2 separate regions of the Mus musculus genome follow, and region 2 is linked to region 1. A link is a contact called in public Hi-C data. All regions are on one chromosome and are shown on one strand. Each heading gives the region's core, a stretch centred on a gene start, on an enhancer-like site or on the middle of the called end of the contact. The rest is flanking DNA. Distances are from core to core; before and after follow the strand shown.

Evidence for each region. Hi-C and Micro-C count contacts between places; a contact is called where the count stands out from the background.
Region 2: a contact with region 1 is called in a Hi-C map of muscle stem cells, with 3 times the contacts expected there. The contact joins two enhancer-like sites. A contact is called at or near these places in 18 of 484 Hi-C or Micro-C datasets (the Ba/F3 cell line, the G1E-ER4 cell line, the N1E-115 cell line and 7 more), 2 of 115 datasets of contacts at active chromatin or transcription factors (bone marrow-derived dendritic cells and bone marrow-derived macrophages) and 3 of 9 other capture datasets (adipose tissue, embryonic stem cells and pancreatic islet).

Annotation. Positions count from the first base shown.
Region 1 is chr3:152,108,319-152,113,944 of GRCm38.p6, forward strand. The region is part of intron 3 of Gipc2 (GIPC PDZ domain containing family, member 2); the gene reads right to left. Among named protein-coding and RNA genes, the nearest start is that of Gm40179, 4.0 kb to the left of the region's middle. Within about 2 kb of position 3,018, at least 80 of the 459 cell types and tissues checked have an H3K27ac peak or open chromatin away from gene starts, as enhancers often do. A contact at or near this core is called in the N1E-115 cell line and muscle stem cells, where this site is marked.
Region 2 is chr3:152,467,196-152,472,821 of GRCm38.p6, forward strand. It overlaps Ak5 (adenylate kinase 5), which reads right to left. Exons shown (of 14, transcript NM_001081277.2): 13 at 5,562-5,626. Among named protein-coding and RNA genes, the nearest start is that of 3110067G11Rik, 20 kb to the right of the region's middle. Within about 2 kb of position 2,391, at least 76 of the 459 cell types and tissues checked have an H3K27ac peak or open chromatin away from gene starts, as enhancers often do. A contact at or near this core is called in the N1E-115 cell line and muscle stem cells, where this site is marked.

The DNA.
Region 1 (5,626 bases), core at 1,768-4,267:
TTCAGAGCAAAGAAGTGTGAGTGGCCCAGAAAGCAGCCAGGAAGTCCCATGGGACTTCCTCTCTGTCTGAAGGAAGCTGGGGAAGAGAGAAGGCTGATGAAGGAAGCTGGGGAAGAGAGAAGGCTGATGAAGGAGGCTGGGGAAGAGAGAAGGCTGATGAAGGAGGCTGGGGAAGAGAGAAGGCTGATGAAGGAAGCTGGGGAAGAGAGAAGGCTGATGAAGGAGGCTGGGGAAGAGAGAAGGCTGATGAAGGAGGCTGGGGAAGAGAGAAGGCTGATGAAGGGAAGCACTGTAACTTGATGCTTTGCAGACAGAATTCCACCTACCACATAGACTGTCCTGTGAAGCCTGCTGTTATCAACCCCATCTTACAAATAAGGAAATTAAAGCCAGTGCAGCTGTAATTCAAAACCAGGCATGGTGGCCCATGACTAATGTCAGCACTTGAAAGGCTGAGGCAGGGAGATTGCTAAACTCTTATCACATGATTCCCAAACTCTTCACTCCTTACTGAACAACACAGCAGCCCCTCAGGGACCAGCAGCTGGAAGAACGGCTTCAAAGGAGATCCTACAGAGTGAGGCCCAGAATTAAAATAAGCTGGGGCACTTCCAAAGAAGGAACTCCCACAGTCTCCAGGGAGCGTCCAAGAGAAGCCACTGCTGTCCTGGGCTCACTTTGCCTACACTTTACTTTGGTTTTTCTTTTGCAATGCAGTAAGTGTGGTTTTCCAAGGCATTAATCCTAAGCAGGAACACAACCCAGGGAGAGGGGAGGTCGAGTAATTGGAAGGGGTGTGCCCCATCTAGACCTCTCCAATAACACATGCCCTGTGGGAACAAAGGCCCTGCTTAGCCAGACTCACTGTTGGCAAAGAAACTGGATACTCAGAGGTTTGTGTGAATTTCCTGATTCTTTTTTCAATTTAAGCCATTAAGCCCAATCCTTTAAAAATAGCACACTGACAAAAATAAAAAGAAATCAGGATCTAAATAAGTACAGGCTACCAACCCATAACCTCTGCAAACGTGTTCAAGTCCCTTTGGCTGCTTTCCCTCTGCAGCTGCAGCTTAGGGCAGAGTAGCAGGGGCTCGACCACCCAGAAAGCAGCTGAGCCTGCAGTCAGTCAGTGAGGACCTGCAGAACGTACTGCTGAATTCGAGCAGCAGAGAGGTCTGTGCAGACGTCAGAGGTGCACGCAGGTGTGCTCTTGATAAGAGCCCTAGACCGGTGTGCATCTTCTGCCAAGTTCTGTTTTCTTTCTGGGTATCTAGGTCAGTGTGATCAAGAATCTCACACATTCATTTTAACCCAAATTTAGGGTCAGAATCTCCAAAGTCCAAGTTCTCCTCTGAAAGTTACCATAGGATGAATAGACAGCCTACCCGAGAAGGAAGGATGCCATAAATGGTGTTGAGATGATGCCCAGAGGTTGGTCAGTGACTGAGCATCTTTCCAGAACAGTGAGGCTGCACCTACAAACTCAGCTCACAGCCCCGGCCTTGCCAGTTACTACATGTCCCTGGGGAAGAGAGGACTCTCAGCTGCTCAGAGCACAGTTTCAAAAACAGTGTCCGGTGAGAAAGAATAGGTCAGTCTGTCATCGGCACTGGCCAGCAGTGGGAGTGTTCCCAGCCCAGGGTCACATTCGTAAAGCAGGGAAGTCAGGCTTAGTTGTATGGTACCAGTAAGTGAACAAAACACACACATGAGTGCACATGCCACACTCAAGTTTGCCACGTCCCAACAGAGCTGGGAAACACACAGCACACACATGCCCACATCTCTCCACTTCATTCTGCCACAAACAGCACACAGCACACACACCAGCGCCACCGCAGTGTCCCCCTGCCATCTACCCAGCATTCTTTGTTTCTAAAACAAAATTTCCTACAGAGCAGACAGTGAACTGCTCAATCAACACACATGTGTTTTATTCTAGTATTACATACATGTGTCTAATCGAGTGTATATTAGCATATGCTTCAACCACTGTTGCTTAAAGGCTCGTGAACACAATCTACTCCTAGAAAATGAACCAGTTCCGCAGTCATTGAACAAATAGTAGGCACCTCATGTTTACAAAGCGAAGGACCCTAGTGCTGGAGTGTGTAGCTTCTAAAAGGCATGTCCAGCCCTCTGTGAAATCAGCCCACCTCTACAGAGGATATCTGTGAGAGGTGGCTTGTCAATTTGATACCATCTCAGTGAGAGACTGTGTAGAGCAGATTGGCCCCGTAGACATGTTAACTGACCTGAGAAGACCCAGCCAGAAAGCGTGCAGCACCAGTCCCTGAGCTCGAGTCCAGGGTTATGTAAGTGCGAGAACCTGAGCTGGGTGATAAGCATTTCCACATTGAGTGTAGATGAGAAATGAACTAATTTCCTGTCTCCATCACTGCCCTGCTATGATAGACTGTAGCCATGAACTGTGAGCTAAAATAAATGCATTCTCCACTTTCTGCCAGGATATTTTATCACAGCAACAGAAACGAAGCTAGGACAAGTCTCCGCAACACTCCTCTCCACAACAGCAGAGTCTAGAAGGGAAATTACGGGCTGGAGAGATGGCTCAGCGGTTAAGAGCACTGACCGCTCTTCCAGAGGTCCTGAGTTCAATTCCCAGCAACCACATGGAGGCTCACAGTCGTCTGTGACGCAGTTTGCCCATATACGCCCCACAGACCGCCGCCGCAGATCGGCACCTCCCCAACCAGAGCGGAGAGCTCACGCTGACCGTCTCTATCACAGTCCGTGCGGACACTTGGGCTCACTCTTGGTACCCTAGCTGCTTAGGGCCTGCGCCCATCACTGAGTGTCACGAAGAGTCACTGCCCCAAAATCTCCTTATTGGTAGCATTTGTTTTTATGACAGCCAGCTTCTTCTCAGAGAGTGTCACTTCCAAGCCCACCACTTGATGGCACTAAAGCAGAAGTTAAGCTCTGCTTTCTGACAGCCTCCAGACTGGCGTCACCCAGCCTGGCTTTTTCCAAGATTTGAGGAGGTTTCGGGGGCAGGTCAACTTGTTCCTACATGAAAACAGGCAGGATGATCCGGCTCTCATCGCGAGGCTGGTGTAGGAGAAGACAGGGTTAATGTTTGGGGAATGTTTAAAGATTCTGAACGTTGATAGTCTGGCCGAACTTGGAGTATAGCCTACCTCTGCATGTCTGGACAGGCAGACCCAGGCCCTAAATCCATCAGTGCACAGAAATGGGTAGACACAGGCTTCTCTGGGGATGAGTTAGGAGGGGACATGGTTCAGACTGTAGATCTGTAGCCAGCCTCAACCTGTAAGGCCACTACACTCACACATAAGGATTCTCCTCTCTCATTGGATAGCTGCCTGCCACCATCACTGAGAACATAGAACACCCCATCACTGCTGGCTGCCTCTGCAGTGAACCGAGTGTCACCGAGAGACAGCTGTGTTTCTCCCAAACCTTCTCATAGCTGTGATGTCTGTCACTCTAATTATGTGATTTAATTTTAAAGAACACGAGCTGATGACACGGGGAGCTATAATTACCCAAAAAATTAGGTTAAGTGCTTTGGAGCAACTTTGTAAGAGTTGAAGAAAAAAAAAAAAACGAAGGCAAGTGGGTGGCCCTAGGAGATTGGAAAAAGTATTACAGTCATGGTCATTTCACAAACCAGGCTCTTCTTTTTAATGAAAGAACTCACATGTGTTCCTTAACGTTGTGATTATATAAGAAAGAAGTCCAGTTAGGTGTGGTGGCAGTTACACTCAGGAGCCAGAGGCAGGAAGATCTGAGTTCAAGGCCAACCCTGGCTACATGAGACCTGAAGGAAGGAATGAAGCAAGCTGGGGAGGGAAGATTTCACACATTCTGGTTTGTGTGAAAAGAAAAGAAAAGGCCTTTTAGGAGCTAAAGGACAAAGATGCTTGCCACATGAGCCTAGTAACCTGAGTCCCATCCACAGGATCAAAATAAACACATCCTCTGCCCTCCATAAATGTGCCTTGCATACAACATACACACTAATAATGACTAATGATGAGTGAAAACAAATAATGATGATACTGATGATGAATAAAAGCCCTTTTAGGTCGAGAATTGTAAAATAATGTACTTTATTTATTTATTTATTTATTTATTTATTTATTTTTGGTTTTTCAAGACAGGGTTTCTCTGTATAGCCCTGGCTGTCCTGGAACTCACTTTGTAGACCAGGCTGGCCTCGAACTCAGAAATCCGCCTGCCTCTGCCTCCTAAGTGCTGGGATTAAAGGCGTGCGCCACCACGCCCAGCTATAATGTACATTTTTATGTCTCAAATTAAAGTGCAGCATTCATACAGACGTGAATTGCTTTAGTGACGATCAGCTGGCATTTTTAGCAAGCCTACAAACTCAATCTTAGCTGTCTGGTAGGAAGAAAAGCGTTCGTCTCCAGTCCCACTCCAAAGCCAGGATGTGAATCCCAGGGAAATCAGTGTAGACAAAACTGATTCGAAAGCCTGTTGTGTCTCAGGACAAGCATTAGCAACGTGGCTTGGCTCCTCAGTAGCAAGAGGAAGTGGCACTCTCCCGGTTCTTCATGCCACGAAGGACTTAGCCTGGAGTATGATGCCACACTTGAGGGCAGGGGCAAAGAACAGGATCTCAGCAAACAGTAGGCACAAAGGGACTGAACGCTACCTGAGCGGTCAAGAGAGTCCAGGGAGTGAGGCATAGCTCAGAGCCTGTGCCTGGCACACCTGAGACCCTGGGATCCACCTAGAACTTCTGTTTAAGTTTCAGAAGTCAGGAGGAAAGGCAAAACAAAATCTTACGAGCACACAAGAGACCATAGAGAAGGGTTACATCCTAGATGGCTGGAAGCCATTTATAAAGAAAGTGAAAGAGAAAAAAAAATCAGTATTTTAGTAACATAGAAAAAAAGAAATTAATCTCTTACGGTTCAAAACTGATGTAATTTTTAAAATATGTTTCTCATTAAATTTCAGCTGAATGTATGGGCTCATTTCATTTTTTCTAACTCCTCAAAAATATGATCTGGCCCTTTAACCATATTTTTTTCTTTTTCCTTTTCTTTCTCTTTTCTTCTTACTTACCAGCTCAGGGTGAGCTGCTGGAATTCATTATATAGCACAGGCCTGCTTCAAACTCCAATGATCTTCCTGCCTTGGCCTCTTGAGTACTGTGATTACAGACATGAGCCACCAAGCCCAACTGCCCTGACCTTTTGGGACATCTATGGGGACTTTCCACTGAGATCTGACGGCCCCCATGGTACACTTGGTTTTCACACAACGTCATAGCTTACAGTCATGTTCTAATGGCCGTGGCTAATGGTTTACCCTGTACAGCAATCGCCCTTTGGTCAATGTGCACCATGGCCCACAGGCAGTGATTAAAAGCATGGACTGTAGACTCTCAACTAAGCCAGCATCCTCGGAGCTTGCAGCTACAGCTTGAGGAGTAAAATCCTTATCTGTAAGCAGAATGTTGTCTACAGGGCTGAGCAGGCTCCCACAGAGCGAATGCATGGAGGACTCTGGGCCGGGCAGCCTACACCTACTAGCAGACTGCTGTGGCTGCCCAATGGTTGAGAGAGGGTGAAGGGTGACTGGGAGTGGGAAGGAGGGAGGGAGGCAGAAA
Region 2 (5,626 bases), core at 1,141-3,640, 360 kb after region 1:
TACCCAAGCTCACTTAGCAAAGAAGTGACGGGTTCAAAATTTAAGTTTGACACCTGTCATCTACATCATTATTGATCAGCTAGTTGAAGACGACTGGATGGTTGGCCATGGGTCAAGAAGCAATGGTGGAACGGGAAGTGGCGAGTGGGCTGTAAAGAAGCACATGGGCTTGTTCTGTGAAACCCATCAGCATGTAAAGGCTCCTCAGGGACACGGGAGAGATGGTAAAACCTCAAAGAACTGCCAGCAGTTGAGGGAAGCAGAGTCCTGTATTGGAACAGCCACATGCCCAAGCTTGTTGTTCTCCCACATATCTCAGCTTTCCCCTGGGCTTGTCACCTGTTTCTGGTGTTCCGTGAAGGGACTGAACTAGAGCCAAGCAAACTCCAGGTCTGGTGCTGCTGCTGCTAGTCAAGTCTGACTTCACTGTCTTTTTGAGACAAGGACTCACTGTGTCAATTTGGCTCTCCTGGAACTCTAGGTAGACAAGACCAGCCCTGAGCTCCCTCTGCCTCCCAAAGGGTGAGAGTAAAAGTGTTTACCACTAGGCATCTATCTGCCTTTTGAAAAGGTGTGTGTGTGTGTGTGTGTGTGTGTGTGTGTGTGTGTGTGTGTGTGTGTGTGTGAGACTGTGTGTGTCTGTGTGTCTGTGTGTATAGGGTGGGGGCTAGTTGACACTAGACTCTAGAGCTTTCACAAGACCCCTGCCCAGCTCAGTCTACATGTAATACCTCCTTCATTTTACATCATGACTTAAATATGGGGATTGCTTTCTTCTTTTGGGAGCTGTTTTGTTTTGTTTTTAAATTATGGAAAACTTCTCTCCAGAGACTCATGCTGTGGTGTTTGCTTTCGTGAAATCCAAATGCCTGGAAGTTGAAAGACAAAGCGACACCGTTGGCTTTCCTGGTGGAAACTCGCCGTTTTGCTGGCATGAAAGGGAAACTCACTAGCAGCTCTCCATCCTCAGGAGGCCAGAGAAGCAGTGGAGAGAGGAGAGTCTATAGGCGCGCAGTCAGCCTTGTTTTCTATAGGCACATAGTCAGCCTCGTTTTCTGGCAGCAGGCAGGTAAAATAGGATAGATTTCAGAAGTGGAGTCTTATAGAGCAAAGGAAGCTAGAGGAACAGGGTTGACCCAGAACCCCCAGTCTCCTCTGAATTTCTCCTCTGGTTCTTCACAGGCTCCTCAGCACTTCCCTCTGTCCCAGAGATACTCTGTTCATCTCAGTTCCCATGGAGAATTTTAAAAGAAAATTAAGTGATTCTTTTATCATTGTTTATAGCTGCAAAGGAACCAGACAGAACCACTTTACACAGAGCTAAGTTTTGTGGGGTACTTTGTTTTGTTTTGAGACAAGGAGTTGTGGAGCCCAAATTGGCCTTGAGCTTGCTCTACATCCCAGGCTGGCTTTGAACCACACTTCCTGGGTGCTGGGCCTACAGGCATGTGTCACCACACCGAGCATGCTTGTCCAATGCTCACATCCGTTTTTGGAGCTTGTAGTATTAGCACGTTTAGAACGGTTAGCTAACAAGATGCCCGAGTTCCACGTCCTCTGAGAGCAGAAGAGAGTTCATGGGACTAGCAGGGTGAGAACGAGACTCTCTTGGAGCAGTTGTGAGCTCGGGCCAGCCTCTACCGCGTGTAAGCTGTCCTGTTACCTCAGCGGCTTCTTAGTCAAAATGAGTTTCATGATTTACTTCACCCCAAAAACTCCAGTGCTGACTCTCTAGTCAAACTGAGATGTCTTCGTGTGTTTGGTAGAAAACCTGGTGAGTGGATTTGCTTCTGAAGGATCTGCCATCCTGGGTCTGAAACTTGATAGGAAGCTGTAGGGAGGAATTTCCCCGGTGAGTATAAAGTTAAATTTCTTGCTGTTGTTTTAAATCCCATAAGCGAGCATACGGAACTGGCACTGGGGCCCAGTGGCTGCTCGTTTCCTTTCTTCTTTCTCTTTGCTTTCGTCTGGAGTCCTGAAGCTGGTAGCTTTCTGAGCTGCAGCTTTGGTTTTTGTGTCTTGGCAATGTGGGCTTTTGGAACCAACCGAGCTGTGACAGTGGACTAGGGTTAGAGTCAGCACCACAGCCTCCTGTACTGTCTGCATAGGCCAGCTAGGAGTCGTGTGGCAACAGTGTCTGCCGCACTGTCCAGGCTGGGTGCCTGAGTGATCGCTCTGGGTGGGTGGTGGGACTCAGAAGTGGGTCTTGTATACTTTCAAGACTAAGCATGTATTCCTTTAAAACTAGTGGGAAAGCCCCCCGCCTGAAGAACACTACAGAAATAGACTGGAGGAATTCCAGGGGCCACTGTCAGCTCTACTTTATATCAGAAAGGGTTTTAAACAAGGTGACTCACCGAGGGTCACAAGTCTGGCCTGGGACTTTCCAACACCCAGAGCAGTGTGTCCAGCAATATTCCGTCAGTGTTGGCACGTTTCACCCCCAAGTGCTTCATGTCCAGCTACTTACTTAGTAGTAAATTCGCCCACAGTAGGCAAGTCTTCCCTCCCCTGGGCTAGTTCACCTATCTGTGGGGCTCTCCTATCCGCGGAGGCTGCTACAGCCTGGGGAGGGGAGCTTGAAGATGATGGCAGCTGCCTGGAGAACCGATGGAGGGAGAAGCCGGCTGAGTGGCTCCTCCCTCTGCTTGCTGAGATGGAAGCAGAAGCTGTGCATTGCTTCTCTGTCACACATACATGTAGGCGTGGAGTGGAGTGTATGTACAGTGGACCTGGCAAGGCGGTGCAACCGAGCTACTAGGGCTCTCTCCCCGTGGTTCTCTGGTGTCCGTTTTCAGCACTAACAAAGTAGATTGTAAATGTCACGTCTCTGTGGATCCAGTTGCCAGCATCCCCAATAAAAGGATGCCTGAGAGATGAGCCAGAGAGGCCTGGGAACCGATTTCTTGGAGAGTGACAGAGTACCGTAAGTATAACAGAAGTCGGATATCTCTGGAAAGCTTATTAGCTCAGTGTCAATGAGCCATTCATTGGTGAGTCTGTAGGTTTAGATTCAGATGATTCCAGAGTGAGAGAAGGGCTTTTTTTTTCCTGATTCTCAAATGGGATAAACTGTAAATTACATCTGGCTTTCCTCAGTCTCAGGACGGAAGCAGATTCCTTGGTTGTTCCAGGCGGCACAAAATGGGAAGCTTCCAAGATGATGCAGGTTATGAAGGTTCTTGGAGGCCTGACGTTCTTTCATTTCCTTATTTATTTACTTGTTTATTTATTTATTTGTATGTGCACAGTTGCACTGCTTGCACGTATCTGTGCCCCGTGTGCACGCAGTGTCCTTGGAGGACAGAAGAGGCTGTCAGACCCCCAGGGACTCGAGTTAACGGACAGTTGTGAGTCATCACGTGGGGGCTAGAAATCAAGCCGCTGACCTCTGGAAGAGCCCTGGGCCCTTACCCAGCCCTGAGGTTGTAAGCCATGTGCACACTCGATGATGTCATGTTTGTTTACTAACTACTTTTTTTTTTTTTTTTTTCGAGACAGGGTTTCTGTGTGTAGCCCTGGCTGTCCTGGAACTCACTCTGTAGACCAGGCTGGCCTCGAACTCAGAAATCCGCCTGCCTCTGCCTCCCCAGTGCTGGGATTAAAGGCGTGAGCCACCACACCTGGCTACTAACTGCTTTTGATCTTATGCATGCCAGTACGCAAAGTCAAGAGGAGCGAGCTTGTGGGAGTTGGTCCCTTCGTCGTCTGTGTAGGTCCTGGGACCCGAGCTCAGGGCTCCAGGCTTGATAGCAGCTGCCTTTGCCCATTTAGATATTTTGTCAGCCTGCTTATTTTATTTTTTAAGGTATAATAAATCTTTGAGGTTTTTGTTTTGTTTTGTCGTTTGGTTTTCTTTTTAAATAACAAGTGATTACAGGAAACCCTATAAAAAAAAGTTCAGCATCCAGGGGTCATAGTCGGAAGCACGGTATAGACCTTTCTTAACCAAGGGTTTAGGATTCTGGGAAACAAACAAACAAACAAACAAACATGGGCAGGTTTGGGGGGTTGGGAATTCACTCTCTGTCATTTAAGGGATGGATAATGTAGCCTGGGGAAGCAGGTTGTTGCGGCTGACTGGTGCCGGCCACGTCGGGAAGAGGAGGAAGAAGACTGTATGTACCCTTGTACCAGTCCTTGCGTTCCCTTAGCTTTGCCCCAGGTGACTCCCATAGCCTCTTAGTGGCCCCTCCTCCCCCTGGATCTTTTCTCCACAAGACAGTGGGGTAAATTCCAGATGGAAGCCCCAGATTACCTCAGCCCCCTTGTGCACGCTGGCTCCACTTTGATGTATTCTTGCATGCCTCTCCACCAGGTTTTATTGTCACAGACAAGTGAGTGATCTAGCCTCCGGAACTTCCGGCCTCCTCTCTGGGGGTGCTCCTTTGACTGCTCCGTATGATTCTTGGTCCCTAGACCGTATGATGTCCCTAGACGCTGTTGCCTTAGACTGCCTCCTACCTTCCCCACTAACCTGCTAAGCTCTGTGGGCTGGAACTGTGTCTAGCCACCAGCGTAGTGGATGGACCAGACACAAGATACAGAGTAGGGAAAAGAATGGAAACCTGGGTGGTTTCCCAAGGATTAATGGTGGCAGTGTGGGTTGTGTTGTATGACACCGAGTACCAGGCCTTTCTCCCAAGATAACTTTCATAGCCCCACCAACTCACTTGCTTCTCCCTAAGTCAGTTATTGGAAGAAATTGGCACAAACGAGCCAATTTATGACCTATAATTTATGACCTAATTATGACCTATATTTTTCATGACCTATATTAAGTCTAGTGTTGAGGTATTAGATCTAGGGACTAGAAGAGGCCTGCCTTTTGGATCATCCCGTTTGGCAGAGGTCTAGAAGCCACCTACAGTTTCTGGCAGAACTTTCTTTCCAGTTTGTTCGCCCCACAAAGCCCCCATTTTTCCTTTTTCCAGTACTGGAAACCGAATCCAGGCCTCATGCATTTTAGGTGAGCGCCCTACACTGGACTGTACCCCCAGCTCCTCAGGGTCTTTCTCCTCAGACAGAGGCTCACTAAGCTGTCCAGGCAGGCCTTGAACATGAGACCTCTCCACTTCAGCCTCCCCACTGGCTGGGATTAGATAGAGGCTTGCGTTTTAGGCCCTGCGCCTACTGTCTTGAAAAAAGATTTCGGCAACTACAGTGGCATCAGTTTCAAATTAGTGACCAAGTTTTTATAGCCATCTGACAACAGATTTATAACTTTTTTTTTTTTTTTTTTTTAGAAGACATGATCTTACATTGTATCCCTGGCTGGCCTGGAACTTGCTATGTAGACAAGGCTGGCCTTAGAATCACAGAGGACTCTGTCTCCTGAGTGCTGGGATTGAAGTTGTACACCACTATGGTCACCCCCCACCTTATGTTCATACATCTACCTTTGACTGGGACAATAGTGAGGGAAGAAAACAATCTGTATTTTGGCCTCAACCCTGCAACTCCCTGCAGCTTCCGCAGCCCTCACAAGAAGGCTCGCCTCTACCTCCTCTCTTTCTGAGAAAGAACGATGAAGCAGCTCACGTGAAGGAGGCGACACTTGCCTTCCGTAGCTGTGTTTTCCTCTCGTAGTAGGTGACGACGGGGATGGACGCTCGGTGGTAGGCCT